Linked DNA regions of Sus scrofa: regions 2 and 3 are each linked to region 1. Evidence: chromatin contacts called from public HiChIP or PLAC-seq data. All regions are on one chromosome and are shown on one strand. Each heading gives the region's core, a stretch centred on a gene start, on an enhancer-like site or on the middle of the called end of the contact. The rest is flanking DNA. Distances are from core to core; before and after follow the strand shown.

Region 1 (4,376 bases), core at 1,382-3,881:
AGAGCCCCTTCCCCAGGACAGCCTCCTGAGACACGTGACATTACCTCCTTCAGAGACTTCAACCTAAAAGCTCTTTTCATTAAAAAACAATTTAACTCAGTTATTTCTAAAATTCTGGAGTGTTTTTTTGTTTTGTTTTTTTTCGTCCTGTTGCTCTTTTTATTTTTAAGACTGAACCCGCGGCACATGGACGATCCCAGGCGAGGGGTCGAATCGGAGCTGCAGGTGCCAGCCTACACCACAGACACGGCAACAGCAGACCCAAGCCACGTCTGCGACCTACACCACAGCTCAAGGTAACGCCAGATCCTGAACCCACTAAGTGGGGCCAGATATCAAACCCACACCCTCACGGACACTAGTCAGGTTCATTACTGCTGAGCCACTACGGGAACTCCTAAAATTTCGCTTATAAGAAAGAGTGAAAGTCCTCTTTGAAAAAAAAGTTTAAGCATTTAAGCTCTTGGACCCTTAAGGACCTTTCATTTTAAAAGAGGAAAAAGATCCAGCAAGATAATATAAGAACGGCGGTCCCCACCTGGAGCAAAGACGCAAACAGGAACTTCCATCCTTTACTAAACAGCACTCGTGTCGGATTTCATTTTTTGTCAAACAGGAACCATTTTGCCATTTTAAAAAGTTAAAAAGAAGGGGGACGATGGCTGCCCAGAATCCCACGGACCACGGGCAAGGCTTGGGTCATCTTCCGTGCACCAGCGTGACAGTTAAAGCCTGAATGGGGAGAGGACCTAAATCTGACTTTAAATCTTTTCTTCCTAAGAACCAGAGCAAACAAGCATGTTTTTGGGTTTCCATCCCAGTCCTAAATTCTAGAACACCAGGGCTGTGGGGAGCATAAGGAGGTATAAACTTTTTCCTGGGTGTCCCAAACGACAGACATCACACTTGAGTTAAATCAAGCTTTTCTCTCGCGTTTCTCACTTAAAACAAGAGTGGGATGAGCCTTCCCCAGCGTCACAGCGACAGATTACAAAGCCTCGGGGTTGGGGGGTGGGGACCAGAGCGCCCCCAGCTGCCCCAGGCGGCCCCCAGCACGCAGATCTCCACCTCAGGCTTTGCCCCCTAGGAAACCCAGCCTCCAGCTAAGTCTAGCAAAGACTCAGCCCGGGAAGGGTGACATCAGAATCACGGTGGGTGGCTCACAGCCATGGAGATTTTCCGGGTTCCTACTGCGGTTGAAAACTGGTGCCCTAGGGCTCAGAACCCCCCCCCCCCGCACCAGAGGAAAGAGAAAGCAGAGCCCGCGAGCTGGCAGGCACTCTCCCGGCCACCCGCCCGGAGAGCGAGGACGAGCACACCAGAACACTGCTCGCTCACCCACCTGCTGCCCCGTGGCCTTCTCCATCCTGCTGTGCTGCTCCTCGCCGCTGGCCCCGTCCTCCTCCTCACTGCTGTCACTGCCAGAATCTTCCAGGCCTGAGAACACACTCTCCTCGCTGTCAGACAGGCTGGGAGCCGGGGCGCCGGGGAGAGAGGGCTGCAAGGAGCACACTGTCGGTGACCAGCTCTGTGTGGCGCAGGACCAGAGCTGCTTCTGAGCAGACTTCTGCCCACCAGACACCACCCCGGCCCTAACTCCACCAGACAGGGTGCACGGTGGAACAAGAACCTGCAGACTCTTAGCAAGCATTCATTGGAAGGCAAAATTCTAGATTTCATTGTTTTTCAATAGTTCCTGAGTCTCTCGCCAAACTGGACAGCCTGCACGGAGCAGCTACCAAACAGCACTCAGCACACACTCTATCGTGCCTAACTAGCTACACAATTACAACGGCAAGTAAAAATGGCACAAATGTTTTGGGCACAAACACAAACAGCCGCTGATGAATACAGAGGCAAAAGCACTACAAGTGGGTGAGCATGGTGCCCAGAGCTGCCTGCCGGCCAGGGAGCACCACGAGCACTTGTCACAAGTGAAGGGGCAGCCTGATAAACCAGCAACGTGGAGTCCCAGCTGCGAGGCTCGACTGCACAAGCCTGCTATGGCTTTCTACCACCGAGATTTGATGAGATTTGATGACACCCCCACAGCGCGGCTGGGGTTCCGCTGGACAGGAAGAGCATGAGTCCAGCTAAAACGGGCCGTCCAGTGCAGCAGGCGCTGCTTTCTCATCCTCGTTTCCTCTTCTACAACGTCTAACGTGTCAGGAACATTTGGCTATACAAGCAGCTACTGCAGGCTCAAATCTTCTGCGCCCAGATGACAATTCAAAGGCCCAGGAAGACCGCTGCGCAGGACGCCGGCTCTCCTTCCTTATTCTCTCCGGCCCAGACCTTCTTCCGACCCACACAACCGCCAGCCAGCTCCCTGCCCAGGACGCCCCCGCAAGGCCGCCGGGGCGGAGGACAGGAGACCCCTCCCTCCTCGCATTCCCAGGCCCGCCGGGCGCTGGGCGGGATCGCTCCCCGGCCGGTGCCGCGGCCCAGCCCCGCCGCCCCCCCCCGCTCCCGCTCCCGCTCCCGCGTCACCTCCTCCGGCTCCCGCCCCGGCTCCAGCATCCGCTTCCCGGGCCGCGTCCCGGCCACCGCCACGCGCCGCGCGCCCTGAGGTCCCGCCATGCCGCCCGCCGGTCTGCCCTGCGCCGCCACTTCCGGCAGCGACGCGACCGCGTGGGCCTGGGGGCGGGCCCGCGGGGTCAGAGGGCGCCGGGCGGGACGGGGGCCGGTGTGCGTGCGCGCGCCGTGGGACGCGGGCGGCGCCGGCGGGAGCGCGCCCGTCGCAAGATGGCGGCGGCCATGCCAGGCCCCGGGGCCGTGTGTGCGCAGCGGGCGGCGGCGCGCGGCCCGGGCGGCAGGCGCGGCAGCGGCGCTAGCCCGGCCCTCAGCCCCTCCTCGCGGTCCCGCCTCCGCCTCTCCCACCTTGCCCGGTATGGATCTGCCCGTGGGCCCGGGCGCGGCGGGGCCCAGCAACGTCCCGGCCTTCCTGACCAAGCTCTGGACTCTCGTGAGCGACCCGGACACGGACGCGCTTATCTGCTGGAGCCCGGTGAGGGGCCGAGGGCGCCGGCCCGGGGCGGGGAGGCCGCGGCGCGGGGGCCCAGGACGGGCAGGCCCGGACCCCGCCTCGCAGGCCCGGTGTGGGGGTGGGGAGCAGGGGGTAGTGCGGGGAGAAGCGTCGCAGGCCCGCTGGAGGTCGCTCCTGTCCACGCCGCTCTCCCGCGTTGGGTAGGAAGGGCTTCTGCCTCCGTGGGCTTGCGCTTGCTGCCTGTGGGACGACTGCGGGACGCGTCTGTGCTTAGAACAGCCCCCGGCTTCGCTAGTGGACGCTGGGCCCCGGTGGCCCCAGAGTTCCAGTGGTGTGGTGGGCAGTTATTCAGGGTAAATCAAGTCTCGGCCCTGGAACTGGAGGGCGTTTCTCTAGTTCGAAAGGAGAGGGAGCGAAAACAGAAAGCACAACGTCATAAAGTTCAGGCTGGTCTCGAGCCCGGGTCCAGATCCCAGAGCTGCTTTCCCAAGAGCGACTCGTGTTTCTTGCTCTGTGCGCGACTTTATTCACGCCCTGTCTCCCGTTGCCTGGCAGCGGGCAGGTGATTTACATGGTCTGACTCCGCAGGCTGGACAACTCCAGTTTGCGGAGGTTGGACTTGGAGATGGACGTCCTGGCTGTGACGTCGAGGTGGGGCAGGTCGGAGCCACGGCTCGCGGCTGGCAGGGGGGTGGCCTAGGCCACCGTAGTCGTAGGCAGGCTCCGGGCGCCTCCAAACGTGCTTACTCTCCTGAGCGCCCAAACGCTGGATTTCTTGGACCCCACTGAGTTGTTGCCTGTCATCCTGCTGAGCCCTTGGAAAGGAAGAGCAGTCTGGGCTGAAAGGAGCCCAGAGCTGGAGGCCACGTTCTCTCGTTCCACTTGTCCCTTTGAGGAGACCAGAAACCGTGCTGCATTCCCTTGGGGACACTGTGTGTTGTCCCAGCAAATATCCATGTGGCGTTCTCCATCCCAGGCCCTGTTTCTTTAACGGTGGGAACCACCCCTTGTTCCAGGCCTTGAACTTTGCCGGCCAAATGAAATGACCCCATTTTTCTGTCTTTTTCCCTTCTCCCTCTTCTTGTCCCTTCCCCGTAACTCCCGTTTGGGGGAGGGCACCAGAGGTCCTTTGGGATGAACCTACTGTGGGGACATCCCGCCTCTCAGTCTGCTCCAGGCCAGGCGAAGCACAGCCAGCGTCAGCTTGCTCCCCAGGCCTCACGGCCTGTATTCCAGGCAAAGCCTGGAGCAGGAAAGCGGACATGGTCCAGCCCGTGATGGTCTCTACTCAAGGTGGCTGCGCCCCCAGGCATGGTCTCCCTGGGGACAAGCGGCCATGGAGCAAGAGCTTTTGATCCTCCTTAGTCTGTACACAGAGCGAGTAGGGTGT
Region 2 (4,376 bases), core at 851-3,350, 330 kb after region 1:
CCCAGCGGGCACAGTGAGTTGAGTATCTGGTGTTGCCGTAGCTGTGGTGTATGTCCCAGCTGCAACTCAGATTCCATCCCTGGCCCAGGAACTTCCATATGCCACGGGTGTGGCTGGAAAAGAAAAAAGGGGGGACGGTAGCTCCTGGTGGGTCAATAGGTTAAGGATCTGGCATGTCACTGCTGTGGCTCAGATCACTGCCGTGGCGACCCCTGCCCCAGAAAGTTCCACATGCTGTAGCCAAATAAGTAAATAATAAAATCAAGGGAGAGACAGTATAAAGGAAAAGAGGGACACAGACCCAGGTAACCTACAGCCCTCCCCCAAGAGCCTCAGGTGGGGCCCAGTGTGGGCAGCGGCTTGCCCACTGCGTTGGTGATGGGCAAGCCTGAGCTTGGAAAGGGCCATGCAAGGGGCCAAGGGAAGGCCTAGGCCCAGGCCCAGAGGGCAGGGGTGCCCAGAGGACGTAAGGGCCCTCACTGGATAAGCGAGGGAACAGGGAAGTCAGGCTCCTACCATGAGGCTCGGTGGGCGGGCTTCCACGTGTCCGGGACGAGAGACCTGTGGGCAGTTATGAAAGGGTCAGAGGTCAGGGTGCTGGAGGCCCCAAGCCCTAATTTCCAGGCTAATCTTGGGGGTACTGCCTTCTCCCATCCTTTACCTCCAACCCCAGGTGTTCTCTGGCAGGGATGTGAGGCAGGGCCAAAGCAGCCATGGCACTTGATTATCTGCCCCTCGAAGCTTCATTCACCTTTCAGAGTTTGCGCAGAGTGCAAATCACTCTGAAACACGAAAGGGGGGGGCACATGTACCAGGTGCTCAACTAAGCAGTGAAGAAGGACTCTGCCTTCATGAAACAGTCTAGTGGAGGAAAGACTTAAATGACCACTCCACCAAACACCAAGTTACACCTGTGATAACAGCACCGAAGTACAAGGAGCCCTGAAAGCATTTAAACTTGGAAACTCCAACTTCGTCTGATGGGTCACCTCCCTTGGCACTAATGCAGCCAAGATAATGGAGATGAAAAGGCCACTTAGGGCAGCAGGAACGGCACATGCAAAGGGCATGAGGCAGGAAGGAAGAGGGCTAATGAGCCGGGGCGGGGGGGGGGGGGGGGGGCTGGATCACAGGCATCAAGAGGAAGCAGGAAGGACAAGAACCAGGAGGATAAAGAGGCTGTCCCCACCCAACAACTTGGCCCCTCCCCAGGGAGGTCAGAATGAAAAGCGGGGTTCCTAGGTGAGCGTTTGGCTCAAAAAGTGGCTTGAGGGGGAGTGCCCTAGTGGCCTAGTGGTTAGCACTATGGCCCAGGCTCAACCCCTGGTCTGGGAACTGAGATCCCCACCTCAAGCTGCTGGTCACCACGTCCAAAAAAACCCCAAAACAAACAAACAAAACTACTTGAGGGCAGAAACCCCAGGCCGTGAGCACAGCGAGGGTGACCCAGTCAGCAGTGACCACTGCCAGGTGGGTGCCCATCTCGGCCTGGCCAGGAGACATGTGGCTGCCAGTGCTAGTTTCTGGGTCCCTTGCAGAGAAATGCAGGCCTCGAGCAGCAGCCAGAATTCTGAGAAGGTAAACAGCCTACCCCACCCACGGCACAGCCGTTTTGCCACTAGGTCTTCGAGGGGCGGAATAAAAAGCTCCTAGAGGGGAGTGGTTGTGCAGGAAGAAGCTGAGAGCCCCTTGGAGCACGCAGAGACCTGGCGGGAAGGTGACGAGGCTGCCACGAGGCCGGATCCGCGGGACTCCACCTTCCGCCTCCACCGGCCTCGGCCAAGGCTCGACCACCGCCCTGCCAGTCGCCCACGGACTCTGCAAGACGCCCGCGCGACCCGTGCTTCTTTGCGGACAGGCCCGCGGAGCGAAAGGCCCGCAGTGTCGGAGGCGGGACGGCGCGGGGCCCTCCGGCAGCCACCCCGCCCGCGGGCGTGGAGCACGTGGGCCGCCCGGACCCTCACCCACGTCCGTCGCACCGACTCACCCTCCCCAGGGCCGCCCGAGGCTCTACGAGCGCGACGACGCCGGAAACGGGCCTCGGGCGCCCGCTCTCTCGCACAACTTCCGGCCGTTCTGGGCAGCTCGGAGGCTCGGGCGACTCGGTGGTTCCCAGCCCCGCCTCCCGGGAGCCAGAGCAGGGGCGGGGCCAGGTCGCGGGAAAGGACGCAGCTCCGAGAGGGCGGGGCCGTAGCCCGGTAAGGGGCGGGGTCACAGCGAGACGGGCGGTGGGGCGGAGCCGAGGCCCAGGAACGGAGGTGGAGGAGCAGACCCGGGCGACGCGGCCCGCGAGCGAGAGGGTCGTCCGGGTCAGTCCAGCGCAACTCGGGTCACCAGTCCCAGGGCCCTGGTCCCCTTATTGGATCTATGTCTGGGTTTGCTGAAGCACCCGCTGGGCCCAGGACTGCAGAGACGCCCCTACCCAGGCTGTGCCCCGGGTGGAGGGGGACAGGGGGAACGGCTTCATCGCGGGGTTCGGGGCAGGACAGCTCAGGACCTGCGGAGATACTGGATGGTGTAGGATCCCAGGCCAAAGGTGGCGCACCCTGAGATCAGGTCAGACTTTTTCCTCCCTGCGCCCCACCCATCCCCAGCTTCTTGTGGACCCCGGAGCCGTCTGTTCTGGGAGTTCTTCCAAACCCACTCTCTGTGCTGTATGTGGGGGCAGCGGTCACCTCAGCTTCCTTGGGACTGACCGGAGCCTCCCCCTCAGCAGCCCAGCTCCCTGCAGCCTTGAGGAGGGCGCTGCCTGCGTCTTTGGGAGCCTCAGCTTCCCCTCCGGTTCCGGGCCTTGGAGTGCTGGTCTGCAGCTGCGGCCTGACTCTGTGCCCGGCCTGACCCTCGTTCACACTGCACACCCCTGGAGGCAGGACAGAAAGTGTGCACAGCGAAGACCCTGACACCCTACTGGTTGATGATCCAAATCCCGAGGTCCCTCTCAGAGTCCGGTGAGATCCAGAGCCAGCTAGAGGAAGAAAGTGGCCGCGTCAGCTCCCGAAAGGCCGTCTGGGTGAGGTTGAAAGGAAAAGCCAACAGGAGTTCCCATCGTGGGGCTTCGGAAACAATCCGACCAGGAACCATGAGGTTGCGGTTTCCATCCCTGGCCTGGCTCAGTGGATTAAGGATCCGGTGTCTCTGTGGCTATGGTGTAGGCCGGCAGCCGTAGCTCCCATTCGACCAGCAGGCTCTCGGGTCCACCTCCTCTCCCCGTGGTCCTGTGCTGCCTCTTCCTACCCTGCTCCTCAGCAGCTCAGTGCAACTCTCCTGTCCCCCGCATCCTCCCTGGTCGCACGCAGAGAGCATCTGTGCAAAGACAACAGACGCGTGAGTGGACAATGGGAAAGGAGAGGGACATGCCTGCTTCCCAGCTGCCCTCCAGGTCCTAAGCCCCAGCCAAGGGCTTGCGGGTACACTGTGCACCCTAGTGGTTCTGACCTGCGGGAGCCTTTCACCCAGAGGTCTTCCTGCAAACCTGGACCCCAGCCTGGTCCTCTCAAGGGAAGGGGGGCACTCCCAGGATGACACAGGGAGCAAGAGCGGGAGCCTGCAGACTCTGAGGACAGAGCCAGGCCCAGAGTGTCCACCCAGTGGACACGTGGGCAGTGTGAGGGCATGCAGGTCCTGGGGGCCTGGGGGTGGGGATGGAGGAAATGGATTCTATCCACTGTAGGCCATGCTGGGGTCTCCACCTCCCGGTCCCATAATCCTCGCTGAGCCTTGGACCTGCTGTGCAAACAGGCTACTGAAAGACAGGGGCCTTCATGGGTCCCCAGTAGGTCACAGCGCCCCTTCTCTGGACCAACTCAGGTTGTTTTGGGGCTATTTCCAGCCTGAAATTGGGATTCCAAGATATCCCAAGCCAATTTAAAAATCATTTTTGAAGAGCCCCCTGGTGTTGTCACTGCAGCGGCTCAGGTCTTTGGTGTGGTTTGATCCCTGGTGCTGGAACCTCTGCATGCCACAGGCACAGCCAAGATAAAATAAAATAAAATAAATATGAGTTTTCAAAGAGATAAATTTCCTAGGCCACTTTCGGCTTCCTAGACAGTGCCCTAGGGCAGTAACACTTTGGTTTTTTTTTTTGTTTTTTTTTTTTTGTCTTTTTGCTATTTCTTTGGGCCGCTCCCGCGGCATATGGAGGTTCCCAGGCTAGGGGTCGAATCGGAGCTACAGCCAGAGCTGTACGCCAGAGCCACAGCAACGCAGGATCCGAGCCGCGTCTGCAACCTACACCACAGCTCACGGCAATGCCGGATCGTTAACCCACTGAGCAAGGGCAGGGACTGAACCCGCAACCTCATGGTTCCTAGTCGGATTCGTTAACCACTGTGCCACGGCGGGAACTCCTAGGGCAGTAACATTTTGAATGAACTGGA
Region 3 (4,376 bases), core at 634-3,133, 300 kb after region 1:
GTGCACATGTTGTGCAATGTCTGCCTGAGATCACACCCAGGACTTGGGAATGAGGCTCCTCACCCAACCAGCCCCCTCTTCTAGCTCTGGAGGTGGCTGGGGAGATCACCCTAGCCAGCCCCCAACCCCCCTCTCACCTGTCCTGCTCAAAACCTCCTGTTGCTCAGCTCGTAGCAGACCCAGCACCCACCACTCTTCACCTTGCTCCAGCTGGGAGATCAGCTCTGGCTTAGACACAGGGAGTCCTGTGGAGGGGCAGGCACTGGGTGAGTGTGCGCAGGGGAGAGGGCATGGTCAGGGCAGGAGGGCTGAGAATGAGCACGGAAGAAGAATTCCCTGGTCAGGGGACCCAGGTGGCTATGGGCATCTCGAAGTGAAGTCTCTAGAACTGAGACAAAGGCAAGCACTCGCATGAGGAATATGCAGAGACCAGATTGGAACCTGGGGACGAGGGGCAGGACCCTCTTCTCTGAGCTCCAAACTGGCAAGCAGCGTCCCCAGCTCCCTAGAGGCCCCACCGTGAGCTGGCGGAGAGCCTCACCCAGCGAGGCCACGTGCCCGTAGTTCTCCAGCATCACGTCCCTGTATAGCGTCCGCTGGTCTGGGCCCAACTGCCGCCCTTCCTCCCAAGAGAAGTACACAGCCACGTCCTGGAAGGTCAGCGGCACCACCTCCTGCAACGACAGGTGGGTGCTGCCCGCGGGGCTGTGCCCACTGGGTGGACCTGTGGTGGTCAGCCAGAGGGCCAGCTGCCCTCTTCCGTCCTGAGACCCAGCTAGTCCCCCAGCAGCCCTCTGGCGGGGGGGGGGGGGGGGGGGGTTGGGGGTTGGATCCCAGAGCCCTGTCCTTGGGGTGCTAGGGCTCCTGGCTTCTCGGCGTGCTGGGCTCACCGCTCCAGAGGGGGGAGGACAGGGAGGAAGGTGAACTCACCTGGGGCGCCAGAAGCCAAGTGTGGCAGCCATCCTGGGGGAGTGGGATCTTAGGGAAGACTCGGGACCTGAGGGGGCAGCCCTGGCCCGGCCTCCCCCAGCTCACCGTCAAGGGGCAGAGGCCCACACCCAGACCCATTCAATACCATTCAGTCACTCCATTAGCTTCCAAGGGCCTGGTGAAGGACGGCAGAATTGGGTTCCTGGAGTGGCCTCCTGGGGCCACGCGTAAAGTCGCTCATAAACGTTGCGGGTCAGAGGCAATCACAAGCCAACGCGAGTCGGACTGGCCAGAATCCCACTGAAACTCCCTAGAATGGGGGAGCAAGGGCCCAAATGGCCCTCGTGGGCCCAGTGGGGCCGGGAGGTGAGGGTGCAAGCTGGCAGCTCCAGTGACCCAGCGTCCCAGGACAACCTGAAGCAAAGAACCGCACCCCACCAACAGGATGAGAGGACTGGGCGGCCGGGTGGGCTGAGCTACTGAGGGTGCAGCTGGAAGCCTGCGTCCTTCTCACCGCTTGGTCCCCAGCTTCCAAATCGGCCTCCCAATCCTGGCTGCTCCTTAGGCCAGGCTGCGGTCGCTTCCTCATTCTGCCAACAGACTCCCCTCCGACCTCTTCCCAGCCCTGCGGGCCCGGTGACTCCTCGGGTTCGCGAGCTCCGGCCGCCCGGGGCTACAGGCACAGCCCGCCGCTTCTCCGGCGCCCCCAGGCCATTGGGTGCCGACGCTCCGCGGGGCAGGCCTCCCCTGAAAGCTCCGCGCGGCGGCCCCTGGCCAACGCGACCCTGGCTGAAACCTCCCGAAGCTCCGCCCGGACGCACCTCGGTCCCCGGGGCCCGCCCACCGCACTAGAGCGCGCCCCGCCGGCAGGCGCCCCTCTAAGGCTCGCGCCCCAGGCGAGCGCACGCGACCGGCTTGCACACCTGCGCGCACCGGTCAGCCCGCGGCGGGGCAGGGCCGCCCGGGCCGCGCTGCGCACGCGCAGGACGCCCCGCCCCGCCGGGTGGCCGCGGAGGGCGCCGCAGCCGGTGCCCCAGGACGGCCCACGGGGACGATCCGGCCGGAAGCGGCCGCGTGGTCCCGGCCCCGCCCTTCCGGGCGGCCGGGGTTCAGCGGACCCGTCCCGCTATGCCTTGCTCTTGGCTCCGGGCTGGGCGGAGGTTCGAGTCGGACCCGCTCTGCCCTCCTCTCCGTCTCCAGGGCCGCACGTGTCGCCGGATCGCTCCAGTCCGGCGGCGGGGCTCACTCAGCTGCGTTCCTGTCGGTAACGAGCACAAGCTCGCAAATAAGGACGCAGAGTGAAGGTGTTTAAATCACACCTGTCACTCGGAGGAGGAAGGGACGGGGTAAGGGTAGGGACGTTAGGTGACACCGAGGACCCTCTTGTCTTCCAGACGCGCTGCTGGAATCAGGCCACCGGTTCAGGTCTGAGCTCGAGGCAGTCAGGTAGCAGGAGGATATCCAAAACTTTAAACACCGTGCAGAGACGTCACACGGGATTAAAACGCTGCCAGGCTGGAGAGTGTGTTGCTGCTGGCGGGGTCTGATGAGCAGTCTTGAAATCAATGCAGCCGAGTATGCAGCCCCATGAGATCAGGTAGTACTAGTGCTGTGTTTTGTCCACTAGGAAACCACCAGCCTTACAGCAGCGGCAGGAGCGTAGGAAGCATTCTGTAAATACTGGGTGAGCACTTGGATAAAAGGATAAAAGGCTGAAAGGAAGCACATCACTCTAGTTTTAAGACTGCAAAGTACATATTTGATTGCCTTATTTTCTGAGGCTTTCTGAATTGATACACCTCCAGCTTATAGGGTTGCCAATTGCCGGGCAAACAGTCCATGCATAACAGCACAGCAGGTGACAGGATCACGACCACATTTCTGTAGATTCCCTCAGCAAGGAGCACAAATGACAGATCATTTATTTCTTAGGCTCCTCAGACCCACAAGATGACAGGAAGCACAGACAGCAGATTCCTCTGTTGCTTGGCATCAACTCCAAACCAAACTACCTCCAGGCAGCTTTGCTCTGCAGCTGTACCCCAAGGGAAACAAAATGGAAAGTCCAGTAAAGACGGCATCACAGTTGATTCTACAAGATTGATTGTCTTCCTTTGTTTCCAGGGAGCCTCCGGCATTCTGCCAAGACTCAGCTCAGGCTGCAACTCAGCCTTGGCCACATGGCCAGTGTGGAAATGTACAGAGCTGTTCCCTGCACTAATGACCTCCCTTTTGCTAAAACCAGTGCGTGCGTTTTATTATTTTTTTAAGTTATCATGTTATTATAATTAATTTTCGTCTTTTTTTGTGTGTGTCTTTTTGCTATTTCTAGGGCCGCTCCCGCGGCATATGGAGGTTCCCAGGCTAGGGGTCGAATCGGAGCTGTAGCCACCGGCCTACGCCAGAGCCACAGCAACGCGGGATCCGAGCCGCGTCTGCAACCTACACCACAGCTCACGGCAACGCTGGATCCTTAACCCATTGAGCAAGGCCAGTAATCGAACCTGCAACCTCATGGTTCCTAGTTGGATTCGTTAACCACTGAGCCACGATGGGAACTCCCCTTCTTTTTTTTTTTAATGGCACACAACAGCATACAGAAGTTTCCAGGCTAGGGATCAAATCAGAGCTGCAGCACCACAGCTCACAGCAATGCCAGATCCTTGACCCACTGAGCAAGGCAAGGAATTGAACCCATGTCCTCATGGATATTAGTCAGGTTCATTACCACTGAGCCGCAATAGGAACTCTGACGCATATTTTAGTGTTCATCTTATTCTACCTCTCAGAGATAATTGACACAATGGACCTACTATCCTTTTTTTAAAAATAACTTTTAGGAGTTCCCTTGTGGCACAGTGCGTTAAGTGTCCAGCATTGTCACTGCAGTGGCCCAGGTCGCTGCTGCAGTATGGATTCAATCCCTGGCCCAGGAACTTCCATATGCCTTGGATGTGGTCCAAAACAAACAAACCCTTTTTGGTCATTGGTTAATAAGCATACATAAAAATGTGCAAAAAGGAGTTCCCCTCTGCGGCGCAGTGGGTTAAGGATTCAGTGTTGCCACAACTGTGGTGTAGCTCCCAGCTGCAGCTCAGATTTGATCCCTGGTCTGAGAACTTCCGTGTGCCAAGGGTGCAGCCGAAAAAGGAAAAAGACACGTACGGACATTATAAATGTACAGTTTCATAAATTGTCCCAAAGTGAACCCCACCCAGTTAAGAAACAGAAGATGAATAGGACTCAAAGGAGTTCCCTGGTGACACAGTGCGTTAAGTCTGGTGTCACTACTATGGCTCTGGTTACTGGTATGGCACAAGTTTGATCCCTGGCCCCAGAAATTTTTTATGCTGTGTGCACAGACAAAATATAAAAAAATTTTTTTTAATTAGCCAAACTCATAGAAACAGTAAAATGGGGAGAGTTGGAGGGATGCTGGTGGTTGG

What was found. HiChIP or PLAC-seq counts read pairs in DNA pulled down with a chosen protein or histone mark.
Region 2: an H3K27ac HiChIP or PLAC-seq map of alveolar macrophages shows a contact between it and region 1. The contact joins the promoter of ZNF7 here to the promoter of BOP1 in region 1. A contact is called at or near these places in 1 of 5 promoter capture datasets (fetal liver) and 1 of 2 datasets of contacts at active chromatin or transcription factors (alveolar macrophages).
Region 3: a contact with region 1 is called in an H3K27ac HiChIP or PLAC-seq map of alveolar macrophages. The contact joins the promoter of ZNF251 here to the promoter of BOP1 in region 1. A contact is called at or near these places in 1 of 47 Hi-C or Micro-C datasets (retroperitoneal adipose tissue) and 1 of 2 datasets of contacts at active chromatin or transcription factors (alveolar macrophages).

The regions. Positions count from the first base shown.
Region 1 is chr4:484,817-489,192 of Sscrofa11.1, reverse strand. BOP1 (ribosome biogenesis protein BOP1) reads right to left here and starts at 2,631. Exons shown (of 16, transcript XM_013988007.2): 1 at 2,491-2,631; 2 at 1,343-1,498. The coding sequence starts at 2,580. HSF1 (heat shock transcription factor 1) reads left to right here and starts at 2,728. Exons shown (of 13, transcript NM_001243819.1): 1 at 2,728-3,007. The coding sequence starts at 2,891.
Region 2 is chr4:156,941-161,316 of Sscrofa11.1, reverse strand. ZNF7 (zinc finger protein 7) reads right to left here and starts at 2,100. Exons shown (of 5, transcript XM_013987971.2): 1 at 1,988-2,100; 2 at 517-561. The coding sequence starts at 519. LOC110260418 (a long non-coding RNA gene) reads left to right here and starts at 2,176. Exons shown (of 2, transcript XR_002343668.1): 1 at 2,176-3,324.
Region 3 is chr4:184,196-188,571 of Sscrofa11.1, reverse strand. ZNF251 (zinc finger protein 251) reads right to left here and starts at 1,883. Exons shown (of 6, transcript XM_021090452.1): 1 at 1,076-1,883; 2 at 931-963; 3 at 542-674; 4 at 138-245. The coding sequence starts at 1,078. It overlaps LOC102158405 (a long non-coding RNA gene), which reads left to right and starts at 2,004. Exons shown (of 3, transcript XR_002343681.1): 1 at 2,004-3,174.